Regions from separate parts of the Drosophila melanogaster genome. Here region 1 is linked to region 2. Evidence: chromatin contacts called from public HiChIP or PLAC-seq data. All regions are on one chromosome and are shown on one strand. The core of a region is the stretch at or near the end of the contact, and the rest is flanking DNA. Distances in the headings are between cores, read along the strand shown.

Region 1 (6,337 bases), core at 749-3,248, 220 kb after region 2:
ATGGGGAACAGCTAATATACTCGATATCAGTGTTGTTGTTGCTGCCATTTGTGCTATTGCACTCGAAATTCTTGTTGCCTTTGTTTTTATGGGCTTTCCAGGAAACAACAATGAACGGGGAAGAAGAAGACCGGGAAACAGGAGCGTGAAGAACACATGTGCATGTGTGTGGGTATTTTGTTGATGTATAAATAAAGCGTCAAGTGGAAACACATGATGATGGTGCATCGAATTTGTGGCCAAAAGGCAGAGAACCTTCGTGAAGGCCTTGCGGAACCACCACACGCCCACCCACATTATTTGCGCAGTGCACATTTGCAGCGGAGTCCTCCCACCCACACACGCATTTATATACGTACCCCCCACCACTCGTAAATTTGTTGCTCTTTTTCTCCTATTTCTATTTACCTTTGGTACACAAACACCAACGCACAACACTGTGTAAACACACACGGCTGGCTGGTATCGGTTAGTTTGTATTGGTACGCCTGCCGCTGTTGCTCTTCGATATTTTTTATTATGTATTTGCCGTTTTATTTTTAAATCGCGCTGGCTTCACGCACACACAAACATTACACACACGACGCAGTGCGAGGGAGACGGAACGCACATGCACACCCGCACACGCACTGAGAATTTAGAAAAAAAAACTAGAGTCTCGACCAAAGGAAATCCTATCAGTTAAACGAATCCTTGAAAACAAAGTGCACTTGCAAAAGAATTCAACTGGTTGCGCATTTGAAAATTGCTCCGCATTCGAACAATTCCCTATAGTGGCTAAAAAACGACTGCCGCGTCTCTAGAGTTGGAGCGAAAGCGATCCACATGCGATACTATCGGACGATGAACACATGTGAACAATCGCTGTTAACAGTGGGTATCGATTCTGATAAATCTCTGCCAAACCGGGAAGATAGGAAATTCTAATTAGAAAATAAGTTGATTTAATTTTATAGAGCAGCGCAGTAAAATATTGTTAACAACCAGGGACCAAAGCTCGATAACTATGGTAAAACAAAATTTTTGAATTGTTATTACTTATAAATTTTTGACTTGGAATGCACATAATTAAACAAATAGCATTTAGGATTTTTCGTAAAGATGTTCTAAAAGAAACATTAAGACTAAACAAGTTACGAAATATATATCTCTATCGTGCTAATATTCCACTAAACTTTGTGAGTTAATTAAAGAAAAATAAGTTGATTGAAGTTATTATTTAGAAGTAAAATGAATTTGATGGTGGAAAACTCTGATAACCCGAAGTGCAACCCTCGCACCCCTGTTAAGTTAACAGCACTGTCGGCTGCTAAAGAATAAACAATTTGCGAAGCTAATTGCGATAAACAAACATTTATCAAAGGGGGTTTACACCCATTTTCGCATCATTGTGGCGCCGCAGATATGAGTGCGCATGTTGTCTGTACACACACGAGCTGCCACCCACACATATGCACCGCTGGCGGTGTAATTAATTGCATTTGATTGATTTGTCCACCGAAAGTCAAGGTTACCCCAGACGCAGAGAAGCACAATTAATGGTCTTTTGCCAACTCTTGTGTATTCTGCATATAAACATACGCGACTTCTGAATTTTCACCTGTTGTGCGCAGCAACAAGCGAGCATGAGAATGCCACCCCCGACCCTCTTTAAATGAAGAGGGTTGGTGCTCGGAGAGGGGTTTTTTTAAGGCTGTGCCCCGTCTAATCAATAGGCCTTAAATAATTAATCCATTCCACAATCGGCGCAGCACAGCAAATCACTCACCTTTCAGATTGCCTTTTTGGTTATGGCAGGTGTTGGGGGAAAAACGCTTTTTATCCTTAAAACAACACCGCCTGCAGCTCACGGCTGTTGGGCCACCTAATTCCAGGGCAAATAGTCTTAATTATCACTTTTAAAACGCACTAAATTTACGTTGTTTTCGTTTTGCGAGCACTCGAATTTTTGCGAACGCGACTACCAGCATATTTCGATATACAGCACCCCCGCAAAAGATGTTATCGCGTAATCGCCGGAGGTGCCACCTGTCACAACCGATGGCGCGCGTTTTAAAAACGATTGAGATAATCGATCAGTTAAACAATTTTGTAAATTTTAATAATAAAAACACACTAACATACAAGAATTACATAGTATATGCTGGTGTGAACACCCTCAAATTCATGACTATTTTAACAGTCGCAGCGCCTTGACATTGAGTTGGCAATACACAATATACAAAATGTTCGGGTAAATCGTAATCATTAATCTAGGAGTGTTATTGTCAAAGCAACACCATTGAATACGAGGTCCTGGGGAGCAGTATGTGCCAGGCGAGTCATTATTCAGACAGTTTATTGGCTGATATACTTTCGGCTTACGGCGATAATAAATCAATTACGGTTAATAACAAAGTTAAGCGCTTTCGGGTGTCTTCACTTCATCGCTTCTCTCCCTCACAACTAACAGCTAAAAAATATCTAACAATTAGAGCATGTCGGTGCTTCACTTCTATTTCCTCAGCTCATCCATCGATCGCGAGACTTAAGATCAAAGCAGTGCGTTTTTGGTGTGGTGTTTATGGGTGACGAGTGGCAGGGGCAGGGAGCTGGGCTATTTCTCAACCCGTCTCAAGTTGGCCAGCTCCGTGAGCCACGCCTTGATCAGATCGTAGGTGGAGAAGCTGATGCCCACGGCGATGGGTCCCTTGATCCAGTTCATGCTAAGTCCCTTGTAGAAACCGTTCTTGACGCCCTCCTCACTGTTTGGAAATCGTAATTAAAATCGCAATTAAAATATGAATAAAATCGTTGACAAAGATTTGCACGCACCGATAGATCTTGACGAGAGTCTCCAGGATGGTTGGGTACCGATCTCCGCCAGCCGTGTTCACCCGCATTGTCTGCATTCTTCGCCGCACAATGTCCAATGGATAGCTGGCCGTTTGCCCGGCGGCACCAGCCGCAGCACCGAAGGCCAGCGAGACTAGAGTATTGGGTTTATTGTTGCCGACCACTTCTGCAAGCAAACAAGTCATTTAGTTGGCAAATTCAGTGAGCACTTAATTAGAATATAGGTAACTTCTACTAGCATAATCAAAATAATGACAATGACCCAGAATGCCGGTTTAAATTGAAATTATCTGTATAATTCCACAATAAACTTGGGGCTTAAAACCGAATTCTATGGACATATACAATATACAAGAATTTTTAAATGAACATCTCCCCTAAGTCTATAGAATTTTATATTAGGATATAGGTAGTATTCCTACCATAGTATTCCCGCTTAAGAGTCTCGTAGGTGAAGAAGGAGGTGCCCGCATAGGGAATCACGCCGAGAACGGTCGCCCAGTAGCCGCGGAACAGCGTCCGCGGACCCTCCTCCACCCAGATCTTGGTGAAGACTTGTCGCAGCGTCCGATAGCCAGTATACCGATCCGTGACGGCCATGCGGGCGCGTGCCAGGTCCAGAGGATACGTCAGCGACTGTGAGGTGATTCCCGCCAGGGAGCCAGCCAAAAACCGACGACCTTTCGTGCTGCAAAATAGAATGATTCGCCATGAAGTTGGTGAGAATCTAGAGCATAGTACAACTCACTTGGTGCCGTCCTTGTCGACGTGCAGGATGCGACGCCACTGCTCGTGGGCCGTGAACTGTATGGCTGCGTAGGGCACGATTCTGGCCATCGTGGCCGAGTTCCCCCGCCACAGGGCCAAAACGCCCTCGTTGGCATAGGTGTTTTGCAGGTAGCGCAGCGAGGCTCGAAACGAGAAGGGCACATCGTTGCGGATCTGGAAGTTGATCTTTGTGCGGTCCAGCGGGGCGATGACCGTCTTGGCCAGCGCCCCCGCCGCTGCTCCGGATATCAGGCTGATCACCACCTGGTCGATTTTCTGGCGCACTGAAATAGTAAATGGTAGAAAATGAATAGAAAATCTCAATATGCATTCATACCCGAATGCGCGACTATGGATAAATAAACGGAGGGACATAGGAAACTTTGACACTCCACTACGCTCTATAATTTAGTTCGGTTTGAAGTCAAATACTCGACATTTTACTGTCGACAAACACAAAAATTCAAGAGTTTTCATTGTGTCGCCAATGTAATTTAGCGTTTCCCTAATTTTTGTTTGGACATGTTTGGCATTCAAGTGGAATCGAAGTGCCTACTATAAAATGAGTCCTGGATTTAAGCTCATAGTTAAATAGGTCCATTTTATAATGCTTAGTAGTTACTAGGAATTGGAAATCACATTGCGAGAAAGTTCATTGAATTTGATTTTTGTACATGTTAATTAAGATTGTAGCTTTATTTACTGCCTTCAAGTATCAAAATGTTTGAAATCCTTGGCTATGCGTCTGGAAAACAAATCTCTCGTGAATTGTCTTTTGCGCCTTACTTACTGGGTGTGACTGTAGTGGCGGGTACGAGGACTACTCCAGATGTTTCCGATGGACTCAGCTGGGTGCGGGATGTGTCCGCATCGTCCAGGTCCGAGGACAGCGTCGCCGAGGCTGTCGTCATCGTGCTCGAGAGCTGACTACCCGTGGACTTGATGGACATGGCGATGTTGGGCTTCTCCAGGAGTCGGCTCATCGCAGACTCGGACTGGGGGACCTGAAATCAATTTGCATATCAATCTGAGCCGGCTATATTGGACCACCAAAAAAGCGCAGGCTTATCGACACCACTGATAAGAGCTCAATATGGCCAAAACTAATCTAAACCAGCCGAAAATTGCTTTGCTTTCATAAGACTTCCCAGCAGAGACACATATAGCAAACTGAGTGGGCGCTGCTGTACAGCTGAGGTCAACATAATAGCACAACTAACTTATATATTAATATTTTGAGAATGAAGCTTCTAAAATCCAACTAACAGGTTAGGTTTAAACTGAAAGCATTTCTATTGTACCATGAATTATTGGTAAATGATTTTATTTTAATCTAGAATTCTTCTAAGCACAGTAGCTAATAGTTTAGGTGCAACTTTATGACAAGTGTTTGGATTTCTTATCAGCCAACGAACGACAAAAACACAGCTTTGGATTTCGCTGATAATTGATATGTGTGACCAATAATGAAAAACAATAGTACTGCTCTTATTATTGTATTGATTGTGAAGAGTAAATAAATTGGGTGCTACTCTTGCACAGACAGGTGTATTTATGGAGCCCAGGAAAATATTATGTGCGCCTGTTGATAGCGAAAACACACATTTCGCAAGTTCATGCAAATAATATTCAATTGCTCTCGCAATTGTTTCGTAATTGTTAGAAGCACGTTCCCTTGGCATAGGTTCAAAAATAGGCACTCGGATGGCTTTTAGCGTCCAACCAACCCATAATATTGACCAATATTCAGCTATCTGGCCAAGTACCATTGGCTCCCGGCAATTGAACTTTGCTTTGGGCCCCAAGTCGAGTCATTCTCGAGCCAACTACTCGGGTTCTCAGCCGGAATTGATAAGGCTTTGGCCAGCTGCTAATTGGGTCTCACATTAGATAGAAGTGGAGTGTTCCAGAAGAGATCGGAACGGATCGATGTACCCGCTCTCGCCTCTCTCGCACTCCAAAGAGCAAACAAGCCCGCAAACCGGTTGGTTTCGTTTGCTCATTATGGAAGGCAAAAGGCACCGAATTATCAGTTGATATATGTACATATGTACATAAGTAAGTGCCCAGTGTATATATATGTACATACATATATATGTACCTGTTTATGTGTGGCACACACCTCCAAAACAATTATCATGCCGAAATATTAAAATGTGAGCTCAGCTCGCCCGAATGTGCGGAATATGACAGCACGTGTGTTTTGATTACCGATTTTTTTGGGGGGTTGGGCACTTTTCCAAGTTCAACAGCTGAGCGCGGCTAAAATTAAACGCTTTTCATTGAGCAGCCGGTGCGGGAAATCTTTGGGAGCAAAAACCGAGAGCGTTCATCAATGCGATTGCAAATGAGTGGAAAAGTGCAACCTTGAACGTGAGCATCTGAGCTGTACAGTGGATACTGGTTAAGGATGGCAGTAAGCATATTTTACTATTTTTAAATTATATAGAAGTGAGTCGACTAACTACTACTAAGCAACTACTAAGATTAAGGAAATTAACTAAATTATATTGATTTTATAGGCTGATACGTTTCAAATGCAACCTTCTGGTACAAGTAATCACTGTACCTAGCGATTTCAGCTCTTCTATCTTGAAAAGTTGGGCCAAAAGTAGTTTAGCAAATATTCCGCGCCTTTGCTTGCGGCTTAAGTGTGATTTTAGCACAGCCTCTTGATATGTGCCCCCTCCATAAACAAATTTTTTGATAAGGAATTCGAGCGATGAACGACACT
Region 2 (5,600 bases), core at 2,696-5,195:
CTTTCGCTCATTAAATGTATTATTGATTATTTATGCGATCGCCATTGCTCCGCGCGTAGTCATTTGAGTAGAAGATGCTGCTAAGTATGCGCTAAGAGTACACTTATATAAATAGTTGCTGTTTTCGATTTCCGTTCGGTTCGGTTGCGATGACGCTTTATGTCGGTTCAGAGCGGGCGGGATTACACATAGTATAGCAATAACTAGTTTTACTTTTAATTAATTTACTTTACTTTGCTGGCGGGCTTAACATTTAACACGACGAGAAAAGCTGAATGAAGCCGATGCTCGGAACTAATTGTTAGGGATCGAGGGATCTAGGGGCATGGGTGACAACAGTTGCATAGGAGGATAGCTGTAGTATGGATCGATTTGATTCCTCAAGAAGCTTCGGTGCTAAAGAAATCCTAATAACTCTTTGACCATTTTACCTTAAAACAAATAATATAACTTGAATTGTATCAGTTTTAAACAATATCAATATTTTTTTTTTTAGTAAGATGTTCCTTGTAAAGGAAATATAAAAGACAACAATTATGCATATACAGGCATAAAAGGTTATTGTGCAAAGTAGGTCACATCTAAATTTATTGTAGTCATTTTCCTTGCCATTCGAAAACAGCAACCAAACTTAAAAAGACGCCGATGATTCATTTACAAAGCTTTGAAAAGCGAGAAATTGATGGGTATTAAAAGATAATAAAACGTTTTAGACTAAATGGCTTTAAAGTGCCTTAAGATACCTTTAACACACCGACTCAAATCGAACCATCATGGGATAGTATAGAGTTTAGGCCTAAACACCCTGTATCATATCATCTGTGGCTTATGCCAACACGGCTAGCCTTAATTTACAATTGGACACGCATGTGGATCAGCTCTCTACGATATAGTTACATACAATTGCGCTCTGCACAGCAGGTAAATAACACTTTCGAGTATATATTCAAATATAGTATTCATGTAATCGTATTCGTATGCCGTATATGCGATCTATAAGTGTATGTGCTATGTGGCATGCATATTGCACTATTCCTCAATGGCTGCTTGACTGGCTGGCTGGCTGGCTGCGGACCTGGATCGCGTTGCGATCTGGATCTGAAGTGGGTCTAGCAGGTGTGCACCCGCAGGTGGTTTTGCAGTGTGCTTTTTTGCCGGAACTGTTTAGGACAAAAGGAACAGTTGTAGGGCTTTTCACCGGTGTGGATCTTCATGTGGTTGTTCAGCGTGGCCACCTGCCGGAAGTTGACCTCACAGATCTTGCACTTGTAGGGCTTCTCTCCGGTGTGCGTCTTGATGTGATTTACCAAGGTGCTCTGCTGTGAGAAGAACCGCTGGCAGACGCTGCAGCCAAACGGCCGGTCCGGATTGTCGCCCTTCAGCATGTTGATGGTGCCCACTACGGTCATCCGGCCCGACGGCGAGCCGCCCGCCTGGAAATGCTCCACCTTGGTGTTGGCCGCCGCCGTGGCCACTACCGAGCTGACCGTGGTGCTGCCGTCGAGGAAATGCAGTAGCGGATGGTGGTCCAGCTGGATGATGTTCGCCGTGCTACCGTGCAGGTTGTTCGGCAACAGGCCACTGGTCAGCTGCTGCGTCCCGGGCGCCAGAGGAGCGGGCATTGAGTGATCCACTGCAGATTGACGGTACGGAGTTGGATTGTTGGATGATTTGTTGAAGTTAGCATGCGTACAAGATTTAAATAAAAGCTTCGTTAGGGAAGAGCGTTAATAATCAATGCACACATGGATAACAGAAAGCGGCTCATTGGTAGGGCGAACACACAAGCGGCTCACCTGTGGCTGTGACGGCGCCTCCGCCGCCTCCTGCTCCACCGACGCCTCCAGGCGCTATCTGATGCGTGTGCGTCTTGAGGTGGTTGGTAAGGGTGCTCTGCTGGCGGAACTGCATGTGGCAGTAGGAACACGTGTACGGCTTGTCGCCCGTGTGGATCTTCTTGTGGTTGGCCAGCGTCGCCAGCTGGCTAAAGGACTTGTCACACGTTTCGCACTTGTACGGCTTAGGATCGATGTGGGTCCGCTCGTGGTTGTGCAGCGTGCTCAGCTGCGGGAAGCGGCGCTTGCAAACGCTACACTGGAACGGCTTCACCAGCTCCTCGGCCGCCGGCGAGCTGTAGCTGCCGGAATACAAGGTCTTTGAGATTTGGACGCGCTGATGCTGCTGCTGGTAGGCCTGGTGCATCTGGGACTTTCGGTGTTTGCCACTGCCCGTCTGCGGCTGATAGTTCAACAGGGAAGTTGGCGTGCTGGACTCCGCCGCTGTTGCCCGTAAGCGAAGCGAGAAATAGAGTTAGGTCATAAGGTCTATTGGGACGATGCGACCACACACTCACCCTTGTGCGTCTTGATGTGATTGATCAAGGTGCTCTGCTGGCGAAAGTCCTTGGCGCAGATGTTGCAGGTGAACGGCTTTTCTCCGGTGTGGATTTTCACGTGGTTGGTTAGCGTCGAGATCTGGCGGAAGGCCTTGTCGCAGTGTTTGCACTTGTAGGGCCGCTCGTCCGTGTGGATCTTCATGTGGTTGCGTAACGTGGTCAGCTGCCGGAACTTGTTCTTGCACACGTGGCACTGTTTCTTCTTGCGCGGATCGTCCACCACCACCTCCTCCTCGCTAATCACGCTCTGCACCTCCTGTTTCATAGGAGAAATGGGCGTGTGGCTGCCCCCGCCTCCTCCGCCACTGTTCGCTGTTGTAGTGGATATGTCCAGCAAATGGACCAGCGGGTGCTGTGGATGGAGCATGGCTTGGTGGGTAGGGTGCTGGATGGCCTGCACGGCGGTGAGTTGATGCAGCGCAAAGGGACTCTGTTGCAGGCTGGCCAGTGTGGTGGGCTGCTGCTGTCCCGAGTTGGGACCCGGTCCAGATCCACCATTACTCCCTCCTCCACCGCCACCGCCACCTCCTCCTCCGCCGCCACCGCCATGGGAGGCTGGCAGTTGGTAGTGCTGATAGTTGGCCATGGCTGCCGTGGCGGCTGTCGCATGGTTCAGATGCATGATATTCGAGAGATATGATCCTAGCGTGGATCTACAGTCTGCCCATCGGCGGCGTTACACAATGGCGGCCACCGACGACCCTCGGCCATTCCCCGCCCCCGCAGTTGCTTCCACTGCGCCGCTCCTTTTGGGGCCTTTTTTGATTTGTTATTTCAGTCGTCTGGTTTGCACTTCTGTGTACTTTTGCTGCGCTGCTGCTGCTTCTTCTTCTTCTCTTCTTCAACACGCTGCTTACGCTTCCACGTAGCGATTGGGAGGGCCTGAATCCGCGGCCACTTTGTCGCGCACTTCCCCACGATCAGTTTCCACCGTTTTCGCTCGCTTTTGGGGCGCTTTCTCCGCCGTTTCTGCAGTTTTTCCAGGCCACGCTCTTTTTGTATCCGTATCCTTATCAAAACAAAAATGACTGGCGTGGTTTTCCAGGGCTGAGCGAACGGGCAGAGCTGCACCCCCGCCGAACATCGAGTAATCGACTATCGGCCGGCCAGGGCTGGTGGCGCTAGAGAGCCTAACACTGGGTGGGTCGATAACAGCTATCGATTATTTGGACACTCCGTGCTGACAATTCAGCTGATTTTAACCTTTCAATTAGTTTATATTCAGATATCAACAAAGTGTAATTGTTATTTTATCTATACTCGATTTTGTAACTTTGCGCCCTTCTTAGCTTTAGTTATTCTATTATTCGGTTCCTTTTTGTTTAATGAGTCATAATATGTTCTAACCGTTACAAACACATATTTATTTGCGACCCTTAATAAATCGCTGTTAAATAAAAATCTTTCATTGATAGGCTACTTAAAGTAATTATAATATTTTGGTTTGCTCGCACAAATTTGATTTTAAAATCTAAATCAATAAGCAATGAAATTAAAATTCTAGCTTTTTAATAGCTGTTAGAGATAACTTATTCGTTAGCCTAAACCTATCGATAGTTGTCAGAACTTGTTTTGCTTTTTACGTTAAAACAAAACGCAACATAAACAATTGGGAGAATTCATCACACTATCCTCAGATTTACATACTTTCACCGGAAGGTGAATCTGTTTACCATGGGCGACATCGAAGTAAAGAAGGAGGAACAACCGACGACGCCCTCCAATTCCTCGTCCAGTGACGACGACGAGGAGGCCCCAGGCTAGTCTAAATAGTTAGGTCTTTACTGTCACTCATTAATTGAATTGAATTCTAGACGACACAATGGATAAGGTTCGACGCTTCTTTGCAAACACTCTACATCTCGGCGGCTCCTCGGACGCAAAGGAGGAAGTTAAAGTAGAGAAGGTGAGCGGAGCACCCGATAATTTGATTATCATATTGATTAAATCGCAAATTTGCAGGTTATTCCAGATTTGAGTTTTGACGGCTTTGCCGAACATTGGCGTGTGCATGGTTTCCGCAAGATTGTGACCATGGTGGGAGCCGGCATATCTACATGTTGGTACATTCTATATACCATTGTAAAAACTTACTAAGTTATCGCCATTCCTAGCTGCTGGCATTCCGGATTTCAGATCCCCAGGTTCCGGGTTATACAGCAATCTGAAGAAGTACGAGCTGCCACATCCTACGGCCATATTCGATCTGGACTACTTCGAAAAGAATCCAGCGCCGTTTTTTGCACTGGCCAAGGAACTTTACCCTGGATCCTTCATTCCCACGCCGGCCCACTACTTTATCCGTTTGCTTAACGACAAGGGACTACTGCAGCGCCACTACACCCAGAACATAGACACGCTAGACCGGCTTACTGGCCTGCCCGAGGACAAGATCATTGAGGCCCATGGCAGCTTCCACACCAACCACTGCATTAAGTGCCGCAAGGAGTACGACATGGACTGGATGAAGGCGGAGATCTTCGCCGATCGTCTGCCCAAATGCCAAAAGTGCCAAGGCGTTGTTAAACCAGACATTGTTTTCTTTGGCGAAAACTTGCCAAAGAGATTTTACTCCAGTCCTGAAGAGGATTTCCAGGATTGCGATCTGCTGATCATCATGGGCACATCGTTGGAAGTGCAACCGTTTGCTTCACTGGTGTGGAGACCAGGACCACGTTGCATTCGCCTCTTGATCAATCGCGATGCAGTGGGTCAGGCCAGCTGTGTGCTCTTTATGGATCCCAACACGCGATCGCTACTCTTCGATAAGCCCAATAACACTAGGGATGTGGCCTTTCTGGGCGACTGTGATGCTGGCGTAATGGCTCTGGCCAAAGCCTTGGGCTGGGACCAAGAGCTGCAGCAGCTAATTACAAGTGAAAGGAAGAAACTGAGCGGCAGCCAGAATAGTGAGGAGCTGCAACAAGGCAAAGAGAAACCGCAATCGGACCCGGATAAGATGACTTCGGGCGATAGGGACAAGAAGGATGCTTCGCTTTAGACCCTAAGATTAGTTAGTAACATCCGTAGTTAATTTGTAGTTGAATTGTGCAATTTGTTTACATGTGGATTACGTGTATAAAGCGGACAATGCCAAGCGCAGGCATTGCTGGCTAATACCGCGAGCTTTCTTTCTCCTCCGTTTCCGGCATTCAATTATTCAAGTGCCATTTGTGAGCCATTAGCGTGTCCCTTTTGGCCGGGC

The links. HiChIP or PLAC-seq counts read pairs in DNA pulled down with a chosen protein or histone mark.
Region 1: a contact with region 2 is called in a POLR2A S2P HiChIP or PLAC-seq map of the Kc167 cell line, with 5 times the contacts expected there. The contact joins the promoter of Stat92E here to the promoter of Sirt2 in region 2. A contact is called at or near these places in 9 of 107 Hi-C or Micro-C datasets (the D17-c3 cell line, the Kc167 cell line, the S2 cell line and 3 more) and 3 of 6 datasets of contacts at active chromatin or transcription factors (the Kc167 cell line and the S2 cell line).

What each region holds. Positions count from the first base shown.
Region 1 is chr3R:20,550,313-20,556,649 of dm6, forward strand. Stat92E (Signal-transducer and activator of transcription protein at 92E) reads right to left here and starts at 1,999. Exons shown (of 8, transcript NM_001275828.1): 1 at 1,769-1,999. It overlaps DPCoAC (Dephosphocoenzyme A carrier), which reads right to left. Exons shown (of 6, transcript NM_001300499.1): 2 at 4,394-4,607; 3 at 3,584-3,887; 4 at 3,258-3,523; 5 at 2,815-2,998; 6 at 2,073-2,744. The coding sequence starts at 4,586. The coding sequence ends at 2,597. att-ORFB (alternative testis transcripts open reading frame B) reads right to left here and starts at 4,088. Exons shown (of 5, transcript NM_206523.3): 1 at 3,941-4,088; 2 at 3,584-3,887; 3 at 3,258-3,523; 4 at 2,815-3,001; 5 at 2,323-2,744. The coding sequence starts at 3,978. The coding sequence ends at 3,272.
Region 2 is chr3R:20,324,520-20,330,119 of dm6, forward strand. Sirt2 (Sirtuin 2) reads left to right here and starts at 3,946. Exons shown (of 4, transcript NM_001300493.1): 1 at 3,946-4,154; 2 at 4,210-4,301; 3 at 4,358-4,454; 4 at 4,510-5,600. The coding sequence starts at 4,070. The coding sequence ends at 5,396. It overlaps CG4360, which reads right to left and starts at 3,484. Exons shown (of 3, transcript NM_142622.3): 1 at 2,354-3,484; 2 at 1,797-2,279; 3 at 1-1,633. The coding sequence starts at 3,017. The coding sequence ends at 1,110. It also overlaps asRNA:CR45800.